2 separate regions of the Capra hircus genome follow, and region 2 is linked to region 1. Evidence: chromatin contacts called from public Hi-C data. All regions are on one chromosome and are shown on one strand. The core of a region is the stretch at or near the end of the contact, and the rest is flanking DNA. Distances in the headings are between cores, read along the strand shown.

Region 1 (5,786 bases), core at 2,124-4,623:
TAAAAAAATAATTATAGAAAAAAAATAAAAATAAATAAATTAAGTGGAAAAAAAGCTTGCAAAAGGGCTTCCCTGGTGGTCCAGGCGTTGGGAATCTGCTTCCCCATGTGGAGAACACAGGCCTGATCCTGGTACCGAGAAGATTCCACATACCTTGGGGCAGGTAAGCCCGTGGGCCACAAGCCCATGTGCCTAGAGCAGGTGCTCCACCACAAGAGAATCCCCAGTGATGAGAGACCCTGCACCATAGCAAAGAGCAGCCCCCTTCCCACACCTAGACAAAGTCTGTGCACAGCGATGAAGAGCCAGCACAGACATTAACTAGTTAATTAAAACATTGCAACAACCAGCTACACCTCCCCCTCTCTTTTTGTGTGTGTGTGTGTGTGTGTGTGTGTGTGTGTGTGTGAGTTCACACATGGGTGTTTAATCTGTATTTTTCTCTCTTGGAATTTTCTTCCCAATGGTCTAGGGTTATTTTACATCCAGTAAACAGTGTTGGACCATCCCTCTCCTTCCCCCAAAAGCCCGTCTAAGTCAGGTACGATAATTCTTTGGGGCACAAGTTCATGATCTCGTTGGTCTGCTGGCTTTCCACATAAAGTCACTATTCCTTTCCTGAAGACCTCATCACTCTGTCCCTTGACAAGCAGCGTGAGGCTGGACTCAGAGCACATTCATGAGACATTTACCGAGGTGTCGTTCATTTTAGACAAAATCCATGGAGGTCACTCTCACAACTGATATCTGTGGTTTAAAAGAAGATACACAGATGGCCAATAGGCATATGAAAAGATGCTCAGCATTGCTAATTAGTAGAGAAAGGAAATCGACACTGCAAGGAGGTACCACCTCATACCGATCAAAATGGCCGTCATTAGACACTTGACGAATAACAGATGCTGGAGAGGGTGTGGAGAAGAGGGAACCCTCTTACACTGTTGGGGGTGTGTAAGCTGGTGCAGCCACTGTGGAAAACAGTACGACAGTTCCTCAAAATTGTAAAAACAGAGTTTCCATATGATCCAACAATTCCAGTCCTGAGCATACATCTGGTAAAAAACTATACCTTGAAAAGATTGATGCACCCCTATGTTCATAACAGCAAAACTTACAATAGCCAAGACATGGGAACAGCCTAATTGTCCATCGAGAGATGAATAAAGAAAGAAGATGTATATGATTATACACACAGAGAATGGAATGCCACTCAGACATTTAAAAAATGAAATCATTCCATTTGCAGCAGCATGCATGAACCTGGAGATGAACATATTAAGTGAAGTAGGCAGAAAGGGAAAGACAATTTTCCTGTGATATCATGCGTATGTGGAATCTAAAAGGAACATATCAATGAAACAGGAACAGACTTACACACATAGAGAACAGGGTTGTGGTTGCCAGGGAGGGAAGGACTGGGAGCTTGGGATGAGCAGATGAAATCTCTTTATACATAGAATGGATAAAGAATGAGGTCCTACAGTATGGCACAGGGAAATTTATTCAGTATCTTGGCATAAATCAGGATGGAAAAGAATATACATGTCAAGCTGAATTAATTTGCTGTATGGCAGAAATGAACTATACTTCAATACATTTTTTTAATTTTTAAAATCTGTATGCAAGAGAGCAAAAGAGATATGTAGAACAGGCTTTTGGACTCTGTGGGAGATGGAGAGGGTGGGATGATTTGGGAGAATGCTGTTGAAACATGTATAATATCATACATGAAACGAATCACCAGTCCAGGTTCGATGCATGATACTGGATGCTTGGGGCTGGTCCACTGGGACAACCCAGAGGGATGGTGCGGGGAGGGAGGAGGGATGTGTGTTCAGGATGGGGAACACGTGTATACCTGTGGCGGATTCATTTTGAAATATGGCAAAACCAATACAATATTGTAAAGTAATTAACCTCCAATTAAAATAAATAAATTTATATTTAAAAAATTTGTGGTTTAAATATCTGCAATAAAACATTACATGGCAGTAAAAATGCACAAACTGAAATGACAAAGAATACAGATCAATTCTGAGACCTGATATTAAGGAAATAAAAGGACATTTTAAGAAGGGTGACTGTACTGTTACTCCTTTGCATACATATTGATCAAGAGGAGACCTGATTTATTACTTAGGGAGCATCACTAATGTTAACAACCCCCACCCCCAGCACAATGGTGTGGAATCGCTGCCCTTAGTGAGGTTCTTTCCTGTCTGTCAACAACAGCTGAACTGGGTGTATGTCTGCCCTTGGCGTCCTGAAACAGCTGGGCCATTTTGTCCCAGTTTAGAGTTGATTGTTGTGGACACGCCCCTCACTCAAGCATTCTGGAGCTTGGAAGTCTCTATTTGACGTATTTTGTGTTCATCTGAGTATCTAGGAAGCAGTGTGGTCCACCTTTACAGGCAGAACAAATCCCCCTCCCAAAAAACACAACCGTCATCTTTACACACGTTATCTTTGTGTACACGGGTGGTCCTTGGGTTGGAAAGGGAGGAAGAGAGAGAGACAGAGAGAGTGTCTGTGTGCAAAGTCTGCAGTCACAGTCACGAAATAATTTCAGGTGAAGAAGAGTCAGAGAAACACAAATATCACATGATATCGCTTACTTGTGATGTCTGAAAAAATGAACTTATTACAAAACAGACTCACAGAGAATGAACTTATCGTTACCAGAGGGGATAGTCTCAGGGTGAGGTTAGATTTGAAGTTTGGGATTGACAAATACGGCTATATTTTCGTGGATGACCAAGAAGGACTTCCTGTATAAAAGAGAGAATTCTACTTAACATTCTGTAACTACCTAAGTGGGAAACGAATTTGAGAAGCAGTAGATGTATGCATATGTATAACTGAATCACTTTGCTCTACACCTGAAACTAACACAGTTAGTTTCTTAATCACATATATTACAGTGCAGAATACTGTAATATTTTCAAAGAGCCATAATACACATGTCTGGTCTTCTCATAAAATGCAGAATCAAAGTCTCTATTAATGAGTCTTTAATTGCCAACATGCACTGAGCCTGAATTATGATGTGAGTACATGTGATTTCTCTTCTGCAAAGAGTTAAGTTTAATGAGATTTATCATGAGCTTGGGAAAAGCATCCTGCATGCTATACACAGAATCACCGTTACTACTTCCTAAAGGCAGCAAGATCTGTTCGAATCTCTTAGGTTTACAGTGTTTAGGGAAACAAATGTGAAGATCGGGCCATGAGGTGTGCTCAGTGATGCGTCTCAGGTCAGACTTTCATCCCTGACGTGAGAAGAGGCTGGCCATCTTCCCATGTGACATGAACCAGGCTGACTGTACCAACAGCACTGACCGCTTCCGCATCCTGTCACTCAGTCAGCTTTGCTCAGTTCTGCCTCCCGTCTCACAGAAGCAGAGCCATGTGCCCCACACTCCTCAGCCTCCTGAGTCTCGGTGAGTTCGGAAAGACAGAGTCAGAAAGGCTTATGGTGGAAATCGGGGGGTCCTCGCACCACAGACCAGATTCCTGGTGTGGGTGCAAGGAGCGTGGGGTCCATCAGAACAAGCCATCTCTGACGGAGTTTTCCTCCTAGGATTCTGTGTGAGTCTGAGGATCTGGGCAGCTGTGGGTGAGTCCTCCGCATCCCTTATTTCTCTGTTGAGCAGAGCAGTTCCTGCTGATGCAGATGACACTGGGGGCAGGGAGAGCCCCCTGTCAGTACAGTGAGAACCGTGTGCCCTGTGGATCCCAGGTCCCCCTTTGGCCTTGTTATTCATCTTTACTCTCCCCAGAGGTTAGCCCAGCTCTGGACTCTGGACCTGAAGGCACAGTATGAAGTCTGGGAGCTGGGAGCTGGGCCCACTGAGTGCCATTTCAATCATGAGAGGGGAGCAAGATGCTGCACCCCACAGACCCCCACTCCCACAACAAGGTGGCTCATGGCATCTCCATCCAGCCTTAACAACAGGATCTGCAGGAGCACCCACTAGAGCTGACCCCAGGGAAGGGTCTGACCATCAGGCAGGGCCACCTGGACTTTGTCACAGATCTGATGTAGGTTAGCTAACAAAAGAGAGAGGGTCAAGGTTTGCTTCCTTCTTTTCAGGCAAGTGGCTTTCTCACTGCTTAGTTGTGTTAGTGTTAGTCGCTCTGTCGAGTCCAACCTCCGCGACCCCATGGACTGTAGCTCACCAGGCTCCTCTATGCGTGGGATTCTCCAGGCAGGAATGCAGGAGTGGGTTGCCATTTCCTTGACCAGGGGATCTCGCCAACTCAGAGACTGAACCCTGCTCTCCTGCATTGCAGGAAGATTCTTTACCATTTGAGCTACAACAAAGGCAACACGGAAGTCCTTTCCCTTCTTGTCCAGGCATCAACTTTTTGGTGATGTTTTCTTTTGCCTGCATTGTGCAGCTTGCAGGATCGGTAGTTCCCTGATCAGGGATTCAACTCGGGCCCTCGGCAGAGAAAGTGCTGAGTCCTAACCACTGGACCGCCAGGGAATCCCCAGTGTTTTGTGTTTTGAGAGAAAGTTTCTCAACATTTTGTCAACCCAAGGAGAAGAATCAGTTCCACGAATCGTATTCTTAGAACCTCATGATGTCCGTCCTGCATTGACTGTGTCTCTGTCTGTCCCCAGGCCCCAGGTGGCCCTGAGCATCAGGGTGATGCACTTTAGGGGAGGAGAGTTGGAAGAATTAAAGGGGAAGTGCCCACGAGGGTAGTGGGAAGAGGTGATTATTCCTGTTTTTCTCTCAAAGCCTGTGTCTCCTTCTGTCCTAGGTGAATATGAGAAGCCCTCTTTGTCAGCCTGGCCAAGCCCCGTGGTTCCATTAGGACAGACCGTGACTCTTTCGTGTCACTCCAGTCGTCCATTTGTGATATTCAGACTGTTCAAAAGAGATGAGACAAGTTTGCCCAAGCTCCAGGGACATTCCAAGAACTTCACCCTTGGCCCGGTGACCAGAAAACATGCTGGGTCCTACACATGTTCTGCCAGCAGGTCTCGCTTTGTGTGGTCTGATGTCAGTGACCCCCTGACGATTGTGGTCACAGGTAGGAGGGGTCAAGTTCAGTTCGGCATGCCCGTGCCTGCAGGCAATCCTACTATAGGTCCACGTGACCGCGCATCCAAAGACATCCTCAGGATTCCCAGCCAGAACCAAACCAAGGAAAGAGAACCAAGTCTGAGAGTTTAAACTCAGGGTGTTGAATAGAGGGATGCACTCCCCTGGCTCAGGAAGGAGGAGCCTCCCTAGGCATTAATTAGACAGGATGCTGCCACTGCTTGTCAACTGGGAGGCCAAGGGGGGACCCTGATCCAGCACCTGCCAGCCAGTAGGGAGCTGTCAGTTCAGGAATGTCTCCAGAGACATGAAGTGGGGGTCACAGGTGGGGAAGTGTTCACTTTTTTCTCCACCTCCTCCCCAGTCTCCTGCCAATCATCACCCATATTCTCGGAGACGAGTGTGAAGGGACCCAGTGTATGTATTATACCTGGTATGTATTCTACCAGAGAACGAGACCCACCCCAGCCCCCCACCACACATAACAGGGATGGGATGAAGTTAGGAGCACTGCAACCTACTCCAGGATTCTCAGCTGGAGTATCCCATGGACAGAGGAGCATGGCGTCCCAGAGTCCATGGGGCCCCACAGAGTCAGACACAATGAAGGGACTGAGTACGCATGAATGAGTCTGAGAGCAGAGCCAGCAGCTAAAGAGCTTAGAATAAACACAGAGGAGGCTGGAGGTCTTGAGGAATGAGAAACAGAAAAGCATGAGCCAGGGCCCGAGC
Region 2 (5,597 bases), core at 2,646-5,145, 84 kb before region 1:
AAAACTACATCAGTGGCCGGGGGACCTGGTTTCAGACCGCTGCTGGTCTTGCATGGCCTCTTTACTCCATCCAGTGCTAGCATCTCTCCTGAGTGCTTTAGTACTTCCTGGGAAGTGGAGACCATATTGATCAGGTTGAGAGCTGCTGACACAGTTTGACACAAGGATACAACAGTTCCTTGTGTAGGGGCAGGGTGTATGCAATGAATAAGCAGACTGTCTTCCATTGATTGTTGGCAGAATCACGGCTTCCTCAAGGCCACTCCAGCCAGCTGCACCTTCTCCTTTGGTTCTCCGGATCCTTCATCTATACCAGCATCTTGCTCGCTGTTCTTGTCTGTCACTGGTTACCCATAAAGTAAGTATGAAGAGCCAAAGTGTCACTGGTGTTCTACCCACAATCATAAGTCTGAAGGAGGGAAGCACAGCCTCATGTGACCCAGGGGGAGGTGGGCTCATAGCAGAGAATGGCATTTTCACTTCCTGTAGGTTAAAAACTGATTTCCATTGTTGTAATCCCTGAGGGAATATCTTCCAGAGGGCAATGGAACCATGTTCTTTTTATGAAAATGTGTGTTAATTAATTAATTAATTAATTTTTTACTTTACAATATTGTATTGGTTTTGCCATACATCAACATGAATCCACCATAGGTATACATATGTTCCCATCCCGACCTCCCCTCCCTCCTCCCTCCTTGTACCAGCTGCATCAGGTCTCAGCTGCAGCATGGGGGATCCTCATTGCAGGGCTGGGGTGAATTTGAAGGCTCCAGAGCTTGCAGGGTCAGCAGTTGCAGCATTGAGGATAGTTGCTTCAAGGCATGTGGGATCTCAGATCTCCCACCAGGGATAGAACCCACACTCTCTGCACTGGAAGGTGGACTCTTAATCCCTGGGCCACCAGGGATATTCCAAGCCCTGTTCTTCCCCTCAACCACAGCCATCTGTTCTTCTCTCCTTTATGATCTTGGGAATCTGCTGATACGCATTAGAGGATGGTCTATAACAGAAGATGTAGGATGGGCTCTGTGGGTTTGTACAGATTCCTGAGAGAGTCCGTCAGTGGCTGGGCTTATATATGGGATTTTTTTTTTTTAACTTAGTGGAGTAGACAGACTCAGCAACCTGGGGCACACCACTGCTTTTTTGGCTTTGATGTCCCGACCAAAGATATGGAGGTCTAGAAGAATCGCCCCCACCCCAAGAGCCTTGAGTCTCTTCCATTCGCAGATGTTGCCATCACGGAAGGAGCGCCCAAGGAAGACAGAACAGTGAACGGCGAGGTGGGTCCTCCCAGCCCAAAGCCTTGCCACAGCCCGAGCACCTCCAATGCCCAGTGCTCCAGCCTCAAAGATCGCATCTCATTCCATCTTTCACATCTCCTTCCTCTCAGGACCCACCAGCAGAGGATGTGATATTTGTCCACTTGAACCACAGGACCCTCTCTGAGGGACTGTTCACTCCCACTCCCCTGAGCCCCATGCCCCTCTTCACCGAGACCAGTCTCTATGAGGAATTCGATGTAAACAAAGAACATGCTGACCCTGACCTGGCCCCATCCTTTGAGCACACAGAGTGTTATAAATTGAAGAGCTACGTCTCTTTCTAAAGGGGTTGCTCAGTGGGTACTCCTTCTCCTCCTCCAAAGCAGCCCAGCAGCTCTGAAGCTAAGAGTGGAGTCCAAGAATTATAGGATCGTCTTCAAAAATCCCACCACCTCTTTAGTACTCCCCTGGCTATTCTAACACTCTATTTCAACTATCTAACCTTTTGGGAGAAGTTATTCTAATCCATTTCACATATAGGGTAGGTTACCATGATCATCCTGCTTTTTTGAAAATTCCAGTAAAGCATAAAAATTTGCAAGTTGAGTCTTCAAATTATTCAGTTTAAAATAAAAGAAAGCCAATTAAAAAAAACCTCTGTTCAGTAATAGTCTACAAAGATAAACTTGTTTATAAGACAGAAACAGACTTGTAGACTTGGAAAACAAACTTAGAGTAACATAGGGGAAGGATGGGGGGAGAGATGGATTGGGAGTTTAAGATTAACATGTGCACCTGCTATATTTAAAACAAAATGCTTTCCATGAAATAATAATCAAAGCAATGCAAGTTGGCCAAATAAAAAGATAAAGTATATTCTCTTTGAGATATCCAGTGTGGTGCCACTTGCCACATGAGGCTGTGTGTTTGCGTGCTACGGCGATTCAGTTATGTCCAACCCTTTGCAAAGCCATGAGGTTTTGTAGCTCACTAGGGCCCTCTGTGCATGGGATTCTCCAAGCAAGAATCCTGGAGTGGTGGCCATTCCCTTCTCGAGGGGATCTTCTTGACCCAGGGATTGAACCCTCGTCTCTCATGCCTCTTGCATTGGCAGGCAGATTCTTTACCACTGAGCCATCCGGAAAGGAACCTCAGACTTTTCCCAGCCATGTTCCCGGAGGGTGCTGTCATTCCAGGGGTAGAAACAGGACAGTATCCCCCTCAGTCTGGATCCGCACTGGCTGATAAAGTACTCACCCAGCCTCACGGTACGGACCATGACTCTACAGGTATATGAAGCGAAACATTCAGTTCTTCAGTCACACCCACCACGTTTCAAGTGCTCAGTAGCGTCATGTGGCCAGGCGCCATGGTGCTGGACAGAGCAGATGTTTAAAACGTCCCATCACCACAGAGAATTCTACTGGACATTCCACTCCAGATCACTGAGGGTTGCAGAGGGAATACGTGCCCCAGGGAGGCTTTGCACGTGTTGTGTTCATCCATCTATATTTGCATGTTTTGTCTTTTTTGCTTCTTTTAACCAAAGCCAAGGATTTGAGATCATGTGCCTTTTAAGTTATGAACTGGTGGCACAATGTGGCTTGGCTCAACCAAGCGGAGGGCTGAACAGGATAACACCATGAAGACCCCGGTGTGAAGTGAGGTGGCAAATGGGGTGAAAATCAAGCTCCTCAGAGACTTATGCTCATTGACTCTCTGTGTGATGTCTCTCCTGGCTTAGAACTAAATCGCCCAAGACCTCTTTTACCAAGAAATGTCACGATCACTTAAACTGAAGACATTCTGGGGCTCACATGTTGCTACTGTCACTGTTTCCATTTTTCTCCTAATATCCTTTTTTTCTTTTTTGGCCTCTGGGTGCAGGGACCAGATGTCATGATCTTCATTTTTCTGAATGTTCACAGTGTAGACATGAACCCAAGTTACTCTCATGTATCTTCTTTTAAAAAAAATATTTGAATGTTAGCATTTGATGCCCGCATTCAGCAGAATCTGAATTCTTCAAGCACCTACAGAAGATGGGTTTACTGGGTCATGGGTGTATTTCTGCTGTGTGGCACCAATGTCTAGTACAGAGTAGGTGCTCTGCAATAATTTATGAACTGACTGAAGACGAGAAGTAAATTCCATTTCTGGAGTGGACTGAGAAAATAAAGTTCTGAGTCCTATTCAGAGCCAGACTATCCAGGGCCGCTTCAGGACAAGAAACTGGGTCCTACCCTCTAGAGCAGGCGATGAGACTGGGCAGAAAGAGAAAGAGCTGAGACCTCAGGTCTGGGCTGAGATGCCTCCTGAGCCCTGCCTGGAGACATCAGCGCCGGGTCCATGGAGGGGCCTCCCCCTGTTGTGAGTCCATGGCTGTGGGAACCCCGAGGGGCAGCGCAGCCCCCCAGGGACCACATTCTGTTTGTCCCCTTAGGGCCCCATGGTCTCCTCATCTGTACAGGGTGGGGGTGGGGGCGGCTGGGCACTCAGAGCTGCAGACATGCCTTCCATCCTCTCTGAGCTTCTCCTCCTTGGCCAGATGTGCAGGGCAGGGAGTGGACTGCAGGAGGGCACAGGACGCCCACCCTGCCCCCAGTTCATGGGAACCTCAGGGCTGAGACAGCTTGAGGGGCCAGGGATCCTGATGGGGAGAGAATCAACCCAAGCTTTTGGTGGCAAATATTTCACTTGCAGGGCTGAGACTGGGCCAGAGGCCCCCGAACCCTGCAGGTGGGTTCTCCCAGGTCTCCTGGGACCCATATCTCACTTGAGTCCCAGGGATTTGGTGGGGGGCAAGGTCAGGACACTGGAATTCTAGAGTGATGCTGGTGAAACCTGGAAGGGCTCCTGAGCTGAGCTGGGAAGTGAGGGGTGAGGAAGTCCTGGGACTCAGCCTCTGACTTCCTTTCAGGGACCTTCCACAAACTCACCATCTGAGACTCTGGGGCAGCTCAGGGTGCCCATGTGAATACACCATATGCAGAGTTGGAATGTGAGAGTGAGTACAGAGACCATCAGGGAGTATGCTGCAGATGGCCTGCACTCTTTGGAGAAGGAAATGGCAATGCATTCCAGTATTCTTTCCTGGAAAATCCCGCAGACATTGGAGCCTGCCAGCCTACAGTCCATAGGGTTGCCAAGAGTCAGACATAACTGAGTGACTTCATTTTCTTTTAAAATTTATTTATTTTACTGGTTCTATTTTTAATTTCATCATATGCATATTTTATTGAAGTGTAGTTGACTTACAATGTTTCAGGTGCACAGCAAGGTGATTTTCAGTTATACAAATACGCATACATTATTTTTCAGATTATTTTCTATTTTAGGTTATTACAAGATATTGACTATCGCTCCCCATGCTATACAGTAAATCTTTGTTGCTTGTTGCATATCTTTTTATCTTTAATGAGAAATCTAGCATTGTATTCATACTTCTATTTATAAATTTATGGTATATTCCACATCAGTGTTATGCTGCACTGAGAGTGAAAGCATGATGCCCAAATCCCACCATGTCCATGATAAAATTAAATGGAAAACAATGGCAATGTTAATTGTGGGAGGAAATATTGAATCGCATTATGTTACTGGTGGGCTTTCCTGGTGACTCAGATGATAAAGAATCTTCCTGCAACGCAGGAGACCTGAGTTGATCTCTTGGTTGGGAAGATCTCCTGGAGAAGGAAATGGCAACCCACCCCAGCATTCTTGCCTGGAGAACCCCCAGGGACAGAGGAGCCTGGCGGGTCGCAACCCATGGGATCACAAAGAGTCAGACATGACTGAGGGACTAAACTATATCCAAGGCTCTGAACTTGAAAGGTATAGTACGTTCCCATTTGTAGAGAGATAAAAAGTGGCAGAAGAGACAGAACCTTTTGTCTTGTCAGGGGCTTAAAGGGACATTATGACCAACCCTGCATGGACAGCTTCAAGAACAAAGGATTCCACATTAAAAGATTTCCACAGTGGAGGGGATGTAAGTATAGCTGTGGCTGATACATGCTGATGTATGGCAGAAGCCATCACAGTATTGTAATTGTCCTTTAATTAAAAATGAATAACTTTAGGGGAAAAAAAGCTTGCAACAGGACTTCCCTGGTGGTCCAGTCAGGAATCTGCCTGCCTATGTGGGGGACATGGGCCCTATCCTTGGACCAGGTAGATTCCACATGTCTCGGGGTAGTTAAGCCCGTGGGCCACAAGCCCATGTGCCTAGAGCGGGTGATCAAAAAAGAGAAGCCACAGCGATGAGAGACCCTGAACCACAGCAAAGAGCAGCCCCCTTCCCACAGCTAGAGAAAGCCTGTGCACAGT

The links. A called contact is a pair of places that touch in the nucleus more often than the background predicts.
Region 2: a contact with region 1 is called in a Hi-C map of liver, with 5 times the contacts expected there. The contact joins the enhancer-like site here to the promoter of LOC102190217 in region 1. A contact is called at or near these places in 3 of 5 Hi-C or Micro-C datasets (blood and liver).

What each region holds. Positions count from the first base shown.
Region 1 is chr18:64,390,661-64,396,446 of ARS1.2, reverse strand. It overlaps LOC102190217 (putative killer cell immunoglobulin-like receptor like protein KIR3DP1), which reads left to right and starts at 3,373. Exons shown (of 8, transcript XM_018063119.1): 1 at 3,373-3,440; 2 at 3,581-3,616; 3 at 4,771-5,043. The coding sequence starts at 3,407.
Region 2 is chr18:64,474,884-64,480,480 of ARS1.2, reverse strand. It overlaps the pseudogene LOC102175109. Among named protein-coding and RNA genes, the nearest start is that of TRNAC-GCA, 60 kb to the left of the region's middle. Within about 2 kb of position 3,895, at least 1 of the 5 cell types and tissues checked has an H3K27ac peak or open chromatin away from gene starts, as enhancers often do.